Linked DNA regions of Rattus norvegicus: region 1 is linked to region 2. Evidence: chromatin contacts called from public Hi-C data. All regions are on one chromosome and are shown on one strand. The core of a region is the stretch at or near the end of the contact, and the rest is flanking DNA. Distances in the headings are between cores, read along the strand shown.

Region 1 (3,338 bases), core at 130-2,629, 200 kb after region 2:
CTTTATCTTCTGCTCACCAAGCCAATGGCTTCAGCAGAGAGAGAGCCCCGTGTCCTCCCCCAGGGCCCAAGGCTCCCACAGCCTTCTGCCTGACTGTTGTCATAATATCCACAATGTATGCATTCACTTATCTTTTTCTCTGAAAGAAAAAAAAAAACCTGTGCTTTCCTCAAGGGCATGGTCCACATCTCTAGTTTTGGCACCTAATGTACCATATGCCAAATACACAGATTAGAGTGTTTATTTTAGAAATGCATGGAAAAGTTGATGGGACACCCCCTCTATTATGACTAGCTTTAAGCATTAATGTGGAATCATGTGGAAAGAGATTCTCAAGGGGGATTGCCTACATTGGGTTGGTGTGTGGGTATGCCTGTGGGGAAAGTGTCTTCAGTTAACTGAAATGGCATGTCCCAGTCTACTGTGGGCATTGCCAAATTCCCTAGGCAAGGGCTGACTACCTAAGAGTAGAGAAATTAAACTAGCACAAGCAAGCAAGTGAACGTGCATGCATCCATTTCTCTCTGGATGTGACATCACTGGCTGTTCGATGTCCTCACCTTGACCTTCTCACCATGATGGACTGTGACCTGGAATTGTCAACTGAAATAAATCTCACTCTCCCCTAAGTTGAGCTTTTTTTCAGAGTATTTTGTCACAGCAACAGAAATGAAATTAGAACACTGTCCCGTTATTTTTATTTTGGCAACTTTACTTCAAGGAAAGTATAAATTGAAATCTAAAACAGCACAGTATTGTGAGTTCTACTACTTTCTCTAGATACCACGGGGGTCTCTCTTTTTCTGGGATGTCCATAAGAAGTTTGTATAAATTAAGGATGGATGAGGAACTGTATTGTCAATATGGGGTGAGGAGGAGCAGTGGGGGGTGGAGTAGGGTGTGAGGGAGAAACAACTGGGAGACAGCAGTCCCTTGCCCAGGAGTCTCTGTGATTATCAAGTTTCCAAGGAGAATGACTCTGGACATTCTGGGTGTAGTCTCTAGAATAGGAATGGCCTCTGTTTATGCCCACTGCTGGATGAAAGGCTGGGTTGGCACAGGACAGAATGTTCCAGCACAGGATATCTATGTGAGAGCACTGGCTATGAAAGGAAGGGAGTGTCCTTCGTGGGCATGAACTTGGTTCTTAACTACAACACTAGATAGAAGGCCAAGGGTACACCATCTTATTCACTCTGAGATTCAGTGTCTCTAGCGTCCATTGTGGAAGACATAAGGGTTTTCCTCCCTAAGCTACCTACAAAGGTCTGAGTTAGGCTGAGGCAAGGCAAGGCAAATTGGCCAGGCACAGGAGCTGAGCTGGTTTGTGATGTAAGTTTCCCTGCCAATGGGAGCCAGCTGTCATCTTGCCATTCATGCCCAGGAGGCATTCAGCATGATTCACCAGGCCTGCCAGGGACCAACACTGGAGCCTGCACTTTGCAAGGCTTTTTATGGGCTCCTTCCCTTCACAATTTCTCTTCAGCAGCTGCAGCCTGAGCAGAATCAAAGCCACTGTTTGTGCTGGGTTTGCCCCTGGAAAGCCCCCTTGGCTCCCATTGTCCTTTCAGCCTCTGTATTCTGTGGCCTTGATGAGGTTTATAAGCACTGCCTGTCAGAAACCCAAGGTCAGCCAGGATTTGTGAAACTCGTCACTTCTCATGACTGTGATAGCCTGCCTGCCTGCTAGGTGGAGGCAATAGGCATCCTGTCAGACCAACCTGCTGCTCAGAGTTATTCTCAGGTAAGGTGAATAAAACAGGACTTCCCTTGGTTTAGTACTGAAAGAATCATTCAGGGGAACCTTTATTTTTAGGAAAAAAAACAATACAAAATAAAGACAAACAAACAAAAGACAGCTTATGATGTCTACAGATGCCGACCTTCATCTCAGGTCTGATGACCCGAGTTCAATCTCCAGGACCCAAGTAAAATCAGAGAATCTATTCCACAAAGTTGTTCTTTGGTCTCTACCTACATGCCCATACATGCATATCCCATACACACAGTAACAATAGAGAAGTCAAATCAGACTGTCTTTTAAAAAGTCCTGTTCTCCAAGCCTTGGGAGTGGTGTCTACTCCCTTTCCAAACCTACCTGTCCGGGTATTTGTACTTACCTCATCCTAAGCACAGTAGCTCAATGCAATGCATAACCTTTTCCAATTGCTGCTACATGCTTTTATGCTCACCGCATGTCTCTCTTTGGACAAGTCCCTATAAGTATTTATTGTGTCCATGTTTCTCTTGCCCCATCATTTTGATGCCACTTGTAAAACGGGACTCCTCCTGAACCTCTATAAGAGATTTTTGCAAATTCTCTCAGACACAGACCTGGCCAAGAAGCTTGGCTGTCATAAAATTTACCTGATTTAGAACATAGAGAAATAGCACTTGTCAAAAGCAATGCTCATCCTGAGTGGAGGAGATCTCAAAGGTGCATGAAGAATGTGTGTGCCTGTGTTTAAATTAGGCTCTACCTCTGAACCTTGGAGCTTGCTTGACAACCACAGTGCAAAGTTGAGTGTCAGCCAGATGTTACCCTGAATCATTACCATGGGGGCTTTCTCTCCAGTCAAGAGATAGCTTGCTATGCCTGAAAGTTCTAAGCATAGAAGCCACTGTAGGTGACTTGGCTAAGCCAAACAGAGCTGGTCTTAAGCAGGCCCTGTGAAGACAGTGTGGTGGTAACTGCTGTCTCTGGACTAGTTTTGACAGGGTATGAGAAACATGAATTCCACAAACCACTATGAGACCCAAAGATGCTGAATTTGAACTTCACAGAGTCTGTTGATAATTCGTTGTGCTTGATTGTTCTGATTCCCAGTCTAAGAGGCGCTCGTTTCCAGGCTCACTGACTTCTGCCATGGGTACTTACAGAGGGGCTTCAGTTACTTCTGGCTGAAGAATTTGGACATTGCTCATTTAGTGGGATTTATGGCCAAAGGGCGGAATCCCAGGACCAATCACTTAGAAAATGTCTCCAAAGCCGGTTTGCTGAGGCCGCTCTTCTTTCCCGTTATGTGTGCAGACATTCGCTTCCTGCCTCAGAACAAATTCAAATAAGGAATCAAAGAAAACAAAACAATGTGGACTGTGGCCACAATTTCCTTATCTGAATGGTCCAAATGGTCCAAGGGAAAACTGATACTTACTTGACTGATTTCTCTTCCTACCCCACCAGATTATGATTCATTGGGAAAATGTTCCTTGTAGTCTTAGAGTCTTTCCAAGCACTGGCTATGCCGAAGGGACCTCAGGAGCCTCAGCCAAGTCTTGAAATGATACAGGATAAATCAAGGGCAAAAAAGCTTTCATTTTGAAGACTGGGACTTGAA
Region 2 (3,304 bases), core at 353-2,852:
ACGCATGCATGCTCAAGTCAGGCCTCAGGCTGCAGCATCCCAGTTAGCATTCTCTCTGACTGATACTCTTAGAATGAGCCTCCATCGCAGGAACTATGCTGCTTCTGTACAGGAACTCTGACTAGAAGCTCCATGAAGACAGGATTCACACTGTTGCATTCTCAGCACCAGGAAGTACAAGAAGACACACACACACACACACACACACACACACACACACGCACGCACGCACACACACACACACACACACGCACACACACACACACACGCATGCACGCATGCACACACAGGCACACACGCACACACACACACACGCATGCACGCATGCACACACAGGCACACACGCACACAGGCACACAGGCACACACACACACACACACACACACACACACACAAGTGCAAGGGGACACAGGCATAGATGCATTTACCACGGGCCAATAGACTGAATGATCAGTCTGCTTGACTCCTCTCACATCTTCTAAAACAAAGATTCCTTGGTCTGGGTGTGGTAGACTCTACACTGAAACACGACCTCTTGCTCTGGCATTGTCTACAGCATCCCATATCTAAGAGTAAGAAACTTGTACTGTATTTAAATTTAAAATGTTAAGGAATCAAACCCAATTTGGAGTTGAAAGCAGGAGGATTTCCAAGTAAGTAGTGTGCACTTAAAACACAACACATACACAATTTCAGAAAGAGGAGTTACTGGACAGTGCAAAGTATCAGCAGTACGTAACCACAAGGCAGGGCAAGGACATCCAACAGCCTGGGGCTCCATTCCCAAGACACCTTCATCAGGATCAGTATGATAAGGGATAGATTCACCTCGGCATAGGATCCCGCCCTCACCGTCAGAGCTCAGAAATGACCAGCAAGCCTATCAAAGGAAAAGCCCCAGGACAGCTATGCAAGGCCAATCTTCTGAGCCTTCCACACAGCCCACACAGCCAAGGAAGCACAAACTGCCTCCGAAGATCCTCCAGCAACATAACCTGAAAAAGGGTGGGGGCAGGAACACATTCATTCCGCTCTTCACGTACAATTTTCATTTTCGAAAAGGAAGGGTTATCCAAAACAAGCATACATTTCAATTGCTCTCAGGTGGAAGGAAAGCCAAAATAAATTTCAAACAATCTTCCTCAGAGTTCAAGCCTTTAGATGACCGACCTGACCAGTTTCATAACTGGTATTTCCAAACTTCAATTCCAAAGAACCTTTTTCTAAAGGCAAAAGTTACCTGGAAACAAAACCTTGGGTGTTGTACTCAACATAACCACCAGGCTAGAGTGAAGAGACAGCCAAAGAGAACTAGCTCGGGACAAAGGGGTAAGTTTGCAAATCATTGAAAGGACAAAGAGGAACGAATTAAGAGGCACAGACCAAAGCAGGGAAGGATGAAGCCAGAACAAAGAAACCTGGAAGACATGAGACCCTGCACTGGAAAACCAGGAGAAGCTGGAGACAAGGGGCAGGGAAGCCCAGAGGAGGATGCTGGGGTCAGGGTGATGGGAACTTACCCCAACGCAGAGCAGGCAGGACAGTGGGGGATGCAATTAAACACCAATGACAGGTGGCATAAGGGCATCCCAGGCAAGGCTTCCCTAAGACACTTGAAACCCCCAGCTGCCAGGAGGTGGCCAGTCAGGTGACAGCCGCAGATCAGAACAGGACAGACAGAATGTCGTTGGGAAAACAGAGGTCCATCCAGGGAATGAGGAAAGCAACCCAAGGCTGAGGGTGAGAAGCAAAGGTTTTAAAGTGAGTGGAAAACAGTATTGAGTTAATGGGGTCCCTCTGCAGCTGTCCCTCAAAGTTTGTCGCATTCTGCCTACAGGGAAAGAAATGGGTGTTCTTTCTAACCCCTGAGCAGCATGAGATAGAGGAGGGTGTGTGTGTGTATGTGTGCGTGTGTGTGCGTGTGTGTATACGTGTGTGTGCATGTGTGAGTGTGTGTACACGTGTGCGCGCGTGTGTGTGCACGCACGCACGTGTGTGTGTGTGTGTGTGTGAGTGTGCAGCTAGTGAGTGCTCTTGACTACTGAGCCATCTCTCGAGCACAGGCCAGGCTTGTTTTGCCCTTCCACCATCAGAAAATCTGCAGCATAAAAACCAGTGAACAGAAATAAACCATGTGATGCTATAAATGTGGTGTTGGGTGTTGGACTGGCCAAGAAAGGAAAATGGTCCCGTAGCCATTATGGGTCTGTGTGCATGCAAGCATGCATGTGGCACATGTAACAGAGAATCATAGTTGTGGATTGTTGTTGCTGTTAACAGACAAATCTTAGAGAGATAAGGCAGAGAGAACAATATTCTACCCCAGGAAGGCATCTGGGAAAGGCTACTGTACCCAGGATCAGCACAAGAAGGTTCAGAAGATGACACCTGATTACAGTTCTCCTAAGGAGTTGATCCTTCCAACCCCCGGCTAGGGAGGGGCTGAATTTGGAGTCAGATTCTTGTGGTCCTAGCCTAGGTGGTTATCCAAGGCAGAAGCCTCCGTTTCTTCTGTGAAGGGAGACCTGTTCTCATCGGCCCTGAAGACCAGGTTGGGCACCCTTGACAGCCTCAAGAAAAAAAAGACAAAAAAAAAAAAAAACCAAACTAAAAATGAAGGCAGTGTGAAGACCCATGGCCTCTGTGGAAACAGATTAAATGCAAGGTGTATGACTTGGTTAGGGAGGCCATGGAGGGACCAGAGAAGCTGAAAAGCTGAAAACCGCAGCATCCAGCTCGGTGACGATAGACAAGAGCCTCTAGGACTAAGACTTAGGGCTTAGAGCATATCCATTTTATGACTTCTCACAGAGGGGATTCAGGCCAACTGAAGTCCAACAGAGAGCTGTGATTTATGCTGTGGCCATTGATGTTCATTAACTCACAGCTTGCATTAGTGAAGATGTACGTTTCTGGGCAAGTGCTGGCAGGCATTAGGGCTGGTGACAAGTATTTCCCCAGTAATAACAGATGTTCCCTTCTTAGTACAGGCTTTCTCTTTCAAAATATAATAGGTCTACCAATCCTTTGAGAACTACATACAATGTATGTATATTCCCTTACCACAAGGTCTCCCTCCAAGGAGAGTTCTCAACCTGAGGACTTCTACCCCTTGGGGGTCCCCTATCAGAGATACTGCATATCAGGTACCTGTGTTCTGATTAATGAGGGTAGCAAAATGACAGATATTAAGTAGCGAAGGAAATAATTTTATGGTTGGGGTCACCACAACATGACGAACTGTTTTAAAGGGTTGCAGCATTAGGAAAGTTGAGAGCCACTGCCCTAGGCCAGTGTTTAAAGC

Evidence for each region. Hi-C and Micro-C count contacts between places; a contact is called where the count stands out from the background.
Region 1: a Hi-C map of psoas muscle shows a contact between it and region 2, with 2.4 times the contacts expected there. The contact joins two enhancer-like sites. A contact is called at or near these places in 2 of 12 Hi-C or Micro-C datasets (frontal cortex and psoas muscle) and 1 of 1 datasets of contacts at active chromatin or transcription factors (oligodendrocytes).

The regions. Positions count from the first base shown.
Region 1 is chr17:57,733,687-57,737,024 of GRCr8, forward strand. No RefSeq gene overlaps it. Among named protein-coding and RNA genes, the nearest start is that of Jcad, 91 kb to the right of the region's middle. Within about 2 kb of position 1,380, at least 28 of the 93 cell types and tissues checked have an H3K27ac peak or open chromatin away from gene starts, as enhancers often do.
Region 2 is chr17:57,530,464-57,533,767 of GRCr8, forward strand. It overlaps a transcript of Svil not described here. Among named protein-coding and RNA genes, the nearest start is that of Svil, 69 kb to the left of the region's middle. Within about 2 kb of position 1,603, at least 5 of the 93 cell types and tissues checked have an H3K27ac peak or open chromatin away from gene starts, as enhancers often do.